Linked DNA regions of Mus musculus: region 2 is linked to region 1. The links are chromatin contacts, called in public HiChIP or PLAC-seq maps. All regions are on one chromosome and are shown on one strand. Each heading gives the region's core, a stretch centred on a gene start, on an enhancer-like site or on the middle of the called end of the contact. The rest is flanking DNA. Distances are from core to core; before and after follow the strand shown. Region 1 overlaps Sv2c (synaptic vesicle glycoprotein 2c). Region 2 overlaps Polk (polymerase (DNA directed), kappa).

Region 1 (6,402 bases), core at 1,194-3,693:
TCTTGCATTTGCCGTTCGACATCTGGTTATCTCTGGTGTTAGATGCTCTTGCTGTCTCTGGCTGAAGCTTGTTCTTTCTGTGGGTCCGTAAGCCTTTGTCAGCACTCCTGGAAGACCAGCTCTATCATGGCAGAACTTGTGTACAGAGAGCTCTGGAACAACCCAAGCTCCCCGGTGCAGATGTTGACTGGAAGGATTCTGTCCCAGCTGCTCCACCTGTCCCAGCTGCTCCACCTGTCCCAGCTGCTCCACCTGTCCCAGCTGCTCCACCTGTCCCAGCTGCTCCACCTGTCCCAGCTGCTCCACTGATCTTGTGCCCCGTGTGCTCCTGGCCAGCTCCACTCCACACAGATATTGGAGAGACAGTGGCTGTCTCACCTCCGAGTCCAGGAGTAAAAACACTCCTGGGAGAACAGGTCTCTCCTGGCGGGACCCGTGCACAGCGGGCTGTGGAACAGCCTCAGCTCCTAGAATGTCTTTCTTTAATTTCCCCCTTTTCTTCTCTTTCCCTCCCTCCCTCCCTCCCTCCCTCCCTCCCTCCCTCCCTCCCTCCCTCCCTCCCTCTCTTCCTTGCTTTTCTAGTGCTAGGGATCAACCCAAGGGCCTTGTGTATGCTATGCAAACACCATACCACTGAACAATATTCCCCAGCCCCACAGAGCATTTTTTGGCAGCAAGTCCCTCACTTAAAGCATTTATTTCTTTTCTCTAGGATGTGAATATTGTGACTACCGTAAATTCCTAGTGGGGTGACTGCAAACGTCTTTTATTAAACACACAGTGATTAACATCAGCGCACACATGGGCAGCAACCAGGTCCCAGTTCATCAGCCAAATCCTCAAGCAGGAAACAAGCATGTGGTAGATTAGCCAGTGAGAACTGGCTGGCTCTAGACCAGAGTGCACTTATAATTCTCTGTCTGGTTTTTTGAGGAGCACATACTAGGTCAGTTTTAAGTTTCAACAATGTTTGAACAGCTTTTAATGGTTACATTACAACCCAGGATATTCGTGGGAAATAGAATGTCTCTCTCACAAATCATCTCATGCCATTGCTTTTCCATCTGCTGTGTAGAATCTATATTTTCTGTGACATAATCTCCCTCTTCTACAGCATCACCCCGTGTGTATATATATGTGTGTGTGTCTGTGTGTGTGTGTGTGTGTGTGTGTGTGAGAGAGAGAGAGAGAGAGAGAGAGCACATTTGGAGGTCTGAAGACAGATCCAGGTGTTGGTCCTTGCTTCCTACCTAGTAAGAGACAGACTCTCTTCAGGTTGCTTGGTCCCCCGTAAACATGACAGCTTGGCTCTCCTGCAAACTTCCAGGGCTTCTCTTGTCTCCACCTCCCACCTCTCTCCATGCTCACACCATGCAGTCAGCTTTCACACGGCTTGAGGGGGGATTCACATTCAGATCCCCATGATTGCATGCATAGCAAATACCTTTACCCACTGGGTCATGTCTCTAGCCCTGGCATCGATTTTCAGGGCATAAAAGAATCCCTAGTTTTGATAGACTCTCCATATCTTAATTAGTGTTTTATCAGGATACTAGACACTCTGAAGGGAACAGCTTTAACTCATACTTCATGAAAGCAAAATTACATGCCAAGGCATGTCGGGCACCTTGGAACTGAGATAAATGTATTCTGACATGGCTAAAAATTTAAGACTGCCTGTTAAGTTTGCAATAAGTGAGAAGTAAAGGGAGAAAAAAATGCTCGAAGTATTCAGTAATCGAGCTGATTTTGCTTCATTGTCTTTTTCTAAGGTGGTCCTTTTTGCATGGATAGCTCTCATCTGTACACCACGCTGCAAAGAACTCTAATTAAAAATAAATGAATCTAGCCAGGCGTGGTGGTGCATGTCTTTAATTCCAGCACTTGGGAGGCAGAGGCAGGCGGATTTCTGAGTTTGAGGCCAGCCTGGTCTACAGAGTGAGTTCCAGGACAGCCAGGACTACACAGAGAAACCCTGTCTTGAAAAAACAAAACATAAAAATAAAAAATAAATGACTCTGAGGAGGTAGTGTGGAGTGCTAGCAAATCCTTTCAAACTGTCTCTATTCTTCAAGATCTATAAAGCAATCCAAACACTCACTCATATTGTGGCCGGCCATCTAACATTACCATCTTCTGTAGGTTGATTTATTCAGAGGAAACCCATCCTTATTGTGCTGAAATGTTGCCTGTCTGTGGTGTTTCACCCTCTATGCAAAGAGAAGGTGCACACTGCCTGGTGTGCATCTTGTGCACCCATCACCTGGCCCAGGGGGTGTGCACCACATATTTTCTCCTAAGCCTTTCAGACTTTTTCATGGTGAAATAACACACCAGCACACTCTCCTGGACTATGCTGTTTTGATGACTTAAAGGTCCTGAAAAACAAGGGCACACACCACTTCCTAAATCAATATGACCATGCAAAAGCAGGGGATGTCAAGATGCCAGTACTGAATCATGGTATGAGTCAGCATACTTCCCAGCATTCCTGAGTTACCTTGTACTGTAGTCACTGTGCCTTATCTCACTTGGAGCTGATCAGAAAGCACTGGGCAACCCTGACGGATACCCCAGGAGCTCTTAAAACACCTGTGTGCCTTTCATAAAAATGTTGTAGCTTCAATAATTATCATCAATAAAAATTTCTTGATAAGAGGGGAAGGCAGGTACTTTTATGTCTTGTAAATACAATTTAGTTCCTACAAAAAAAAATAGTGATACCAAGATGAAGCTGCCCCACAGCCCAGCCTCCATTGCTTATAAATTTAAAAAGGTTTTCCGTTGCTGTTTTATATTAACATTTTCAGTGAGGGTCAAGTCAGAATTTACCAGAAGGAAAGGAAGAAAGAAAGAAAGAAAGAAAGAAAGAAAGAAAGAAAGAAAGAAAGAAAGGAAGAAAGAAAGAAAGAAAGAAAGAAAGAAAGAAAGAGAGAAAAAAGACAGGGAGACAGAAAGGCAGACAAACAGAAAATTTTAAAAATATGGACTAAGAGAAGGTGGAAATGGAGCCTTTAAACACAGCTGGTGATTATAAGTTGGTAGTCGAGATTTCTGGTTTCTTTGGCGACTCAGTTGTGTCATGTGTTTGTTTTTCTGGAAACTGTCTTGTGGGAGGATACATGTAGACACATAGGAGCAGACACGTAGGAGGATGTTTTGCTGAGAACAGACATGTGGTATTTTTCTGGAGGCAGCCTAGAAAAGGGGCATGTGATGTTTTGTTAGAGCAGAGGCTTGAGAGAGCACGTGATGTTTGGGAAGGATATAAATAAAGCCCAACGGACAGTGGATGACACTGAATGGTGTTGGTTTGCCTTGCTATTCTTTGTTGGTCACCACTGGGCTTTGCCGATGTTGTATGGTATTAGTACGCCTTTGCATTCTTTGTTTGTTTGTCATCATTTGTCATGACTTAATGGAGAGAAACACACCAAAAACTTCGGATGGTGTTGTGGTGACTTTTTGCTGCTTCTACAGATTCAGGCCACTGGTGGCTTCTTGCCACATCCTCAAATCTGGGTCAATTGGCAGAGCCTTGCAGTTTCTTCTGGATCAACCAGCTGTTGCTGATTGGTGAATGGTGTTTGTGAGAGAATCGAGCTGCTGCTGCCTGTGAACTGAACTGTTGATATCCTAACAACGCAGATTGGATTTGCTCCAAAGAAATATTTCTAAACAGATCCACATCTGCATTTGCTTTATTAACCTTTCCTTCCCACTACCTCTGGCGGGTTGTAGGCTAGTGTGAGGTTAAAGCATTTAACATGTTAAAAGTAGCTTTTGAAAAGTCAAAGCTTACGAAAGTTGCTCAATCAGTATATAAACCACTATTCTGGAGTTCCTAAAAATATGAAATAGGAATTGCCATATACAATCCTACTATAATACTTCTTGGTTTATATAAAAGGAGTCTAAATCAGCATACTACAGTGGCACCTGCATACCCAAGTTCACTGCGACACTGTTCACAACAGTCCAGGTATAGAACAACTGTCTACCAACTATTAATATTTTGGGTTGGGTGTTCTTCTTTTATTAGGGAAGTGTTCTATTGGTGAGTGGATAAAGAAAGTGTTGTGAATATACACAGCCCAGCTGCATTTGGACATGAGGAAGAATGAACTTATGTAATTTGTAGATTTCATGGGATCTTCCTACTGTCAAAATAAAAAGACTGAGAAAGACAAACAAGTTTTCTCTCATACACAGAAATAGATTATCAAAACAGTACATATAGCCCCAAAGCAGAAGGAAGACACATCGGGGGAGAGGGAGGACTACAGGGGGTGGGGCGGACAAGAGAGGCTGAGAAGGCAAACAGGAGCAAAGCACGATGCTATGCATGTATGGGAATGCAATGAAACCCATATGCTAGTCAAAAGGAAAACCACAAGGGGACAACATGCCTAACTACTAGTTCTTGTTGATGGTGCCTGCCACATTATGATATAATTTCTGAGAACACACCAGAGATAAATATTTTGGTGGGAGTTCTCACAGTGCATGTATCAGTAGCTCTTAAAAGTGTTTGTTTGTTTGGTTTGGTTTGGTTTGGTTTTGGTTGTCTCCTTTAACCATGACTGGGGTTATCTTTAGATGTCTAGAACTATCCAGAGGCATTGTTAGTTTCCCTAACTAACTGAGGAGGTGCTTCTGGTATCAAGAGGGTAGAGGCCAGGGAGGGTGCTAGAGATCTCTCCATGAGTAGTACAGGTCCCCAGGAAAAAAGAATTACCCACCTCCAATTATCAACAGTGTTGAGGATACGAAACAATTACAGTGAATGGAGATATAATATGAAAATATAATTGGTTTTATATTTTAAAAATCCATAACGTGAGGATTAGATAATTATCTTTTATACTACTTGATGGGTGAGACCTCCATAAATTAATTCCCTTAGCATGGAAAGCTTATTGTTCATTATGTCACGATAGTTATTAAAAGCTGCCCAGGATCCTTACTTTCAAGGTAATCTGTGATGGAATGTTTACATAAACGAAGCAATCAGAGTAGAGTGGCTCAAAGGAACTTCCTCAGCACAGACATTAAGTCTATCCTATGAGCTTCTAAAAATGTCAAATCTTAGTTACCCTTGGTAATACGAGCCACAGAAGTAATAACCATTAGAATCCACATTATACAGGAAGAAAATTATCCAGTTATAAATTTATATAAATTTGCACAAATGAACTTGAATATTGATAATTGGCACTTCAGAGTTGAAACAATACAATTTTAAATAATTAATAAGTAACATTAACTTCAGGTTTTTACAACAATATTTATAAAACTATAAAAGTAAGAAGTTATATACTGAATTGCATTCCTAGAATAAGTTGGGACTTCCATCCAGTACACACACTTTCTTAGGTGTATATATGATTCAATACAGGTATTGAAATCTAAGACAAGATGGGGTGGGATATTGTGCAAGACAAAGAGCACACCAGTCTTGCTGGCAGGAACCCCCCTTTTTTGGGAAATGTGAAGCAGGTTAGTGTGTAGTAGGTGACGGAAGATGCCAAGGATTATTATCTGCACAGATTTTTTAGAAGCAGGAAAGCCTGACTGTCTTAACTCCCACAATGCTCCAGTCCAAAAGGGAGGGTACAAATGGGTTCCTGGACCATGTCATATGGAATTGTACAGGCTGCTTTGGCTTGATAAATTTTCTCCAAAGACCCAAGCATCCCAGGCTTTGTCCCCAGCCTACTCAACGTTGACAGGTGCTAACTTCTATGAGGTGGCATCGAGTGGGAGGTGTCATGGCCACTGGGGATGTGCTATGGAAGGGAGTATTTGAACCATCATCTTCCAGTCTCTTCAAAATATTTCTTCTGGTTTTGATATTACAGTATAATTACAGAATTCTCCCCCTCCCTTTCCTCTGTCCAGGTCTTCCCATTAAACCCTCCTTGGCTTCTTTCAAATTCATGGCCTCTTTTTTCACTAATTGTTTCTCTCTCTCTCTCTCTCTCTCTCTCTCTCTCTCTCTCTCTCTCTCTCTCTTTCTCTCTCTCTCTCTCTCCTGCTTAATCTGAATATTGTCATTTGTACGTATGCTTTCAGGGCTGACTGTTTGTTGTTGGACAGCCAATTGGTGTGCTTTCCACTGGTAAAGATGCCCACTCTCAGCTTTCCTTAGTTGCCTCTAGTTCCTTGTATAGGGTTGAGGCCTCATGTTTCATCCCCATCCATTCTGGGATGCCCATTGTTGCCCTTGCTCAGCTTGTGTTTAGGCAGCCATGTTGGTGAGACTTTATGGATGCAGCTTCTGACATTACCAGGAGATAACCTCATGGCAAACGCCCTGATCCTCTGGCTCTTACAATCCCCTGTCCCCTCTCTGTAATGTTCCCTGTTCCTGGTGTGGGGGCCTTAGATGTGTCAGTTAGG
Region 2 (6,402 bases), core at 1,311-3,810, 480 kb after region 1:
TAGAGGTGGTGGTGAACACTGCTAATCCCAGCACTTGGGAAGCAAAGGTAGGTAGATGGATCTCTGTGAGTTCGAGGCTGGCCTGGTATACAGAGTGATTTCCAGGAGAGCCAGGGTTACACAGAGAAACCCTGTCTTGAATAACACACCCCACTCCCCAACCCCACCCCTCAACTAAAACTAAAACCAAAACCAAAACCAGACCCTACTCAAATCCTTGCCATTATTATCCTCAGCTTTCTATCTTTTGGGAAACATGGGATGAACATTTCCTGCATGTTTTGTGCCAGCTATGCTGTTTGCTGCCCTCCATATGTGTGCTAAATAGCCCTAAAAGACAGATATTACTATTGCAGATAGAAAAAGAGGAGTCTCGGAACAAGTCTGCTAACATAAATTTGCTGGAAAATGACTACACATTTGTTAAAAAAAAATACCCAAGTCCATACCTCATTTTTTTCTATAGAAAAGGTTTTTTTTTAATGTGCTCCTCACCAACCCAAATTCATACCCTTTCATTCTCTCATTAAAACAACAGCAAAAAAAAAAATCCCAATCAAACAAAAAACTTAGAAACACACACACACACACACACACACACACACACACACACACACACGAAACCAAAATAAGCAAGCAAAAGACCAGTAAGGCAAAAAAATGCCCAATCGAAGCAATTTGAGACAGAAAGTCTACAAAAACTTTGGGTACATTTTGTGTTGGACATTGACTGCTAGGTGTGGGGCCTACCCTGAAGTATGGTTAATATACCCAGGAAACTCCATTGGGGAAAATACACTTTCAGTTGCAAGCAGATATCAAGTACAGATTGCTTCTTGGTGAGGGTTGGGGACTCGGGTCCTAGTCCTCTTCTCAGCAGTGGGACCATCTAGGCTTGAACCTGTGCAGGCAGTGTGTGTGGCCACAGTCTCTCTGAGTTTCTATGTGAATCTGTCCTGTTCCGAGGACCCTGTTTGCTTGGAGTCTTTCATCCCCTCTAGCTCTTACTTCTTTCTGCCTCGTCTGTTACAGTTCCCTGTGTGCTAAGGGAATGGCTTGATGAAGACATCTATTTAAGACAGTGCTCCAGAATCTTTTACTTCCTGCATACTGCCCAGCTGTGGTTCTCTGTGTTAGTTCCCATCTACTGCATGAAGTTGTTTCTCTGATGAGGGATGAGTGAGGGACTCATCTATGGGTATAGCAGAATGTTATTCGGAGATATTATACTGCCTTATATAATATATGGTTAGAACAGTGGTTCTCAAACTGTGGATCACAAACTGAAGACCACTGTTGTTTTTTATTACTGTTCTGAACAGCAATACTGGTTTTTCCATTAGGCCCAGGGCCTATCTAGTCTAGGGTTCTTGGCCACCACAGTGTTGTCAGACACAGGTGCCATCTCGTGGAGTGTACTTAAGTCCAATCAGAGTGGTGGGTTACTTCCAAATGTTTATGCCACTATTACAGCAGCAGCTCTTGTTGGCAGATCACCATTACAGATTACAGGGTTTGTAGCTGGGTTGATAGTTCCCCCTCTCCTCCAGTCGCATGAATGAGTACTTTCCAGTACCATGAACATGAGGCATTCAGGATGAAGCCTCTAGTGAGGCACCATCTCTACATTACCATGTTTGATGGAATTATATAAGTTCTGTATCAGCAGTAAGGAATTACCAACAGTTTTGGAAAACAACAAATAGCTTTAGAAATAGCCTGAGATATTTGGCAATTTCTTTGGTGTCACTTTGGCCAACGATTTAAATAGATGTAACCTATTCTGGGGACGGGAGGTTTTACATGGTGGCATAAGATTCTAGTTGTGGCATTGCCTCTTACTTGACGACTTCATTTTGATTTCTTTCATATATGTATATATTTTAAGAAGTGTCTATAGTAGTAGGTTTCCATATGGCCCCTCAAATGGCTCTAGTGTCAGTCCCCCCCCCCCACATCCTCCCTCACTTCTCCTTTCCTCTCCACATTTAGGCCTACCACGCTAGGAGGGCTTCCTCTTACCACTGTTCCTTTATAACAATATACCCTAAATTCTCTTCCCTGGGAGGTCCTCTCTTTTCCCCAGTCCCTTACTAGGTACCTAATCTCTGTGGATATACAGACTGTAGAGCACACATTGACAGCTTAAAAGCTAAGATCCACATATAAGAAAAAACATAGTGTTTGTCACTTTGGGTCTCGGTTTCTAGATTGATCCATTTATCTGAAATTTAAAAACTTTTTAAAACAAGCTGAACATTCCATCCCGTAAATGTACATTCCATTATTCGCGTATCAATTAATGGACAGCTTAGCTGTCATAAATTTCTGGTGATTATGAGTAGAAAATCCATGAACAAGTAAGTATCTCTGGGTTGGACGTAGAGATCCTTTGGATATATGCCCAAGAGTGATCTAGCTGGATCTTGAAGTGGAATGATTTTCAGATTCCCAAGGAACCACCACATTGATCCTCACGGTGGCTGTACAAGTTTGTGTGTCATCAGCAAGAAGAGTTCCCCAACCCCACATCCTCACAAGTATGAGCTGTTATTTGTTTTATTGATTTTGGCCAATGGGACTGGTGCGAGTCAGAAAGTAGTTTTGATTTGCATTTCCCTGATGACTAAGGGTGTTGAACGTTTTTTTAAAGTGCTTCTCAACCAATTGTGTTTCATCTTTTGAGAACTGTTTAGTTCTGTACTCTACAATCAACTTGGGACACACACACACACTCAGATATGTAATTGGTATAGACCTTTCATAATGTGTAGCTTGCTGCTTTGCCTAATGGATGGTGTCCTTGGCCATACAGAAGCTCTTCGGTCTTATGAGGTTCCATTTATTGTTGGTTTTAGTGCCTGTGCTATTAGTGTCTTGTTAAGTTTTCCTGTGTCATGAGTTCAACACTATTTCCCATCTCTCGTACCAGAATCAGGGCCTTATATTGAGACCTTTGACCCATTTGGAACTATTTTGTGCAGGGTGATAAATATGGATCTATTCACATTCTTCTACATGCAGCCATTTGGTTTAACAGCACCATTTGCTGAAGATGCTGTCTTTTTTTTTTCAGTGTGTACTTCTGGCTTGTTAAAAAAAAAAAATCAAGTATCCGTAAGTGTGTGGACTTTAGTCTGAAGCCTTCAGTTCAATTCCATTAATCAACATGTCTGTTTTTATGCCAATCCATGATGTTATTATTAACATAGCTCTGTAGTCCTACTTGAGATTGGAGATGGTGATTACTTCTAATAGTTATTTTATTAACCAGAATTGTTATATTATTTTAGTTATCTTGCACTTTTTGAGTTTCCATATGAATCTGAAAATTGTTTTTTCAATGTGGTGAAGAAAAGTGTTGGAATATTGATGGAATTGTGTTGAGTCTGTAGATTGCTTTTGGTAGGATGGTCATTTTCATTACATTAATCCCATCAATCTATGACCATGAAAAATCTATCCAGCTTCTGGTATATAAGTTATTTCTTCAATGTCTTAAAGTTTTTATTATATAAGTCTTTCACTTGCATGATTAGAGTTACCCCAAATATTTTTAGAGGCTATTGTGAATGGTATTATTTCCCTGTTTTCTCAGTTTGACAGTTGTATATGGGAAAGCTACTGACTTTTGTGTGTTTTGTATACTGCTACTGAGTGTTTATCAGCAGTAGAAATTTCTCGATGGACTTTTTAATGCCTTTTATGTATAGAATCACATTATCTGCAAATAAAAAACCACAGACTTTTTCTTTTCTATTTGTATTTCCCTGGTCTCTTTCAGTTGGCTCTCTAGCTAAGACTTCAAGTACTGTATTGAATATGTGTGGAGAGAGTGGGCAGTCTTCTCTTGGTCCTCATTTCAGCACAAATGCTTGAAGTTTCTCTCTGGAATTGCTGTAACATAGCTTGCTGTGTTGCTGTGTCCTTTGTATCCTTAGTTTCTCCAGGACTTTTAACATAAAGGCATGATGGATTTTTGTCAAAGGCCTTCCTGCATCTAATGTGATGATCATGTGGTTTTTATCTTTTGGTCTGTTTATGTGATATATTACATATATTGATTTATGTATCTTCAACCATCTCTGGCTCTCTGGGTTAAAGCCAAGTTGATCAGACAACTGGGCAATAATTTTGATATGTTCTTAAATTTGGTTTGCAAGTATTTTATTGATTTTTTTTTTTGCACCTGTGTTTATAAAGGATATTGGTTTGTAATTCATTTTGTTGGTCTTTGTATCCTTAGGTATTGGGGTAATTGTGGCTCCATAAAAAGAATCGGGGAATGTTACTTCTGTTTCTACTTTGTAGAATAATTTAAGGAGTATTGACATTTATGTTCTGAAGATCTAATAGAATTCTGCACTGAATCCCTCTGTCCCTGAGCTTTTTGGATGAGGAAACTTTTAATTGCTGCTTCTATTTCATCAGGGGTTGTAGGACTGCTTAAATTCCTTATCTGATCTTGATTTAACTTTGGAAAGCCATATATGTCAAGAAATTTATCCATTTCTTTTATGCTTTCCGTGTAGTAGATTACAGATTTTTAAAGTATTTTTATTCTCTGGATATCATCAGTGTCTGTTGTCATGTCCCCTTTCCATCTCTAACTGTATTAATTTGATCTTCTCTTTCCTTCTACTAGTTAACTTGACTATGGGTTTGTCAATCTTACTGATTTTCTCAAAAGCACCAACTCTTCCTTTCATTGATTCTTTGTATTATCCTGTTTTGTTTCTATTTCATTGACTTCAGTCCTTAGTTTATTTTTTGCCATCTTATTTTGAGTGTTATTTTGCTGCTGCTGCTGTTGTTGTTCTAGAGCTTTCAGGGGTGCTACCAAGTTTCTAATATGAGATCTGTCCAATTTTGTGATGTAGACACTTAGTGGTATCAACTTGCCTCTCAGAACTGACCACATCCTGACCCCTAGGATAGGATGTGTTGTGTTTTCATTATCACTCAATTCTAAAAAGTTTTATAGTTTCTTTCTTGATTTCTGTCTTCACCCATTTTTCATTCCAAAGTGAGTCGCTCAGTCTCTATGAGTTTTTAAGCTTTCTGCTGTTGATAATATCCAGATTTCATCCATGTTCGTCAGATAGGATGCAGGCTTTAATTTCAACTTTCTTCTTTTCTTTTCTTTTTTAAGATTTAGTTATTTATTTAATTTATGTGAGTACATCGTAGCTGTCTTCAGATACTCCAGAAGAGGGCATTAGATCCCATTACAGATGGTTGTGAGCCACCATGTGGTTGCTGGGAATTGAACTCAGGACCTCTGGAAGAGCAGTCAGTGCTCTTAACCACTGAGCCATCTCTCCAGCCCTTCAATTTTCTTGTATCCGTTGAGACTTACTGCTTTGTATACAAGTACATAGTTTTCGAGAAAGTTCTATACGCTTCTGAAAAGAAAGTATATTCTTTTGTGTTTGGGTGAAATATTCTATAAATATCTGTAAATACAGGTCTATTTGATTTATGACATTTAACTTCAGCATTTATTTGTTTAGTTTTTGTCTGGATGGCCTGTTTGCAGGTGAGGGTGGGGACTACTGAAGTCAACCACTATCACTGTGTCAGTATGTGATTTTAGCTGTAGTTGTGCTTCATTTATAAACTTGGTGCTCTTGTTAAACCGCAAATTTTTACTCACTAGATAGAGAACAAATGTAAAATAACACTATCATACATGCCAACAGTTCTCTAGTATACACACATGCCAACATCTGTTGCCATCCTATAAAATATATAGAGAGCTCAATTCTAGTAACAAAACTATAGGGAAAAAAATCCATTCACACCCAGGAAGTGATTACATGGCAATGTTATACAACTTTTAAAGCTAAGAAAAGCCATGAAAGGTTCAGGCAGGAGAAACACTTGAGTCCGACAATGAAGACCAGTCTATATAAAACCATACACATAAGCTAGCAATACAGCTCAGTGGATAAGATGCATGTCGTGCAAGCCTGAGAGCCTGAGTTCAAACTCCAGTTCCCACAGTGGACGCAGAGAACCAACTTCCAAAAGTTGCTCTTTGACCTCCACACATGCTCTGTGGCATGCTTGTACCAGTTTAACACAGATAGATGCACAGACAGACAGACACACATACATCAGACACACACAATAATAAATTTTTAAAAGTTTTATTCAGCGGGGGGGGGGGGGGGGGTGGCGCACGCCTTTGATCCCAGCACTTGGGAGGCAGAGGCAGATGGGTTTCTGAGTTCGAGGCCAGCCTGGTCTACAGAGTGAGTTCCAGGACAGCCAGGGCTACACAGAGAAACCCTGTCTCGAAAAAAACAAAAAAACAAACAAACAAAAAAAAGTTTTATCCAAAAATATATACATAAAACTATATAACAACCTCCACAACAGATTTAATAATTCTCAGGA

Evidence for each region. HiChIP or PLAC-seq counts read pairs in DNA pulled down with a chosen protein or histone mark.
Region 2: a contact with region 1 is called in a FOXA1 HiChIP or PLAC-seq map of pancreatic cancer cells. The contact joins two enhancer-like sites. A contact is called at or near these places in 1 of 115 datasets of contacts at active chromatin or transcription factors (pancreatic cancer cells) and 1 of 9 other capture datasets (embryonic stem cells).

What each region holds. Positions count from the first base shown.
Region 1 is chr13:96,037,283-96,043,684 of GRCm38.p6, forward strand. The region is part of intron 3 of Sv2c (synaptic vesicle glycoprotein 2c); the gene reads right to left. Among named protein-coding and RNA genes, the nearest start is that of Sv2c, 92 kb to the right of the region's middle. Within about 2 kb of position 2,444, at least 2 of the 459 cell types and tissues checked have an H3K27ac peak or open chromatin away from gene starts, as enhancers often do. A contact at or near this core is called in pancreatic cancer cells, where this site is marked.
Region 2 is chr13:96,519,486-96,525,887 of GRCm38.p6, forward strand. The region is part of intron 1 of Polk (polymerase (DNA directed), kappa); the gene reads right to left. Among named protein-coding and RNA genes, the nearest start is that of Polk, 20 kb to the right of the region's middle. Within about 2 kb of position 2,561, at least 4 of the 459 cell types and tissues checked have an H3K27ac peak or open chromatin away from gene starts, as enhancers often do. A contact at or near this core is called in pancreatic cancer cells, where this site is marked.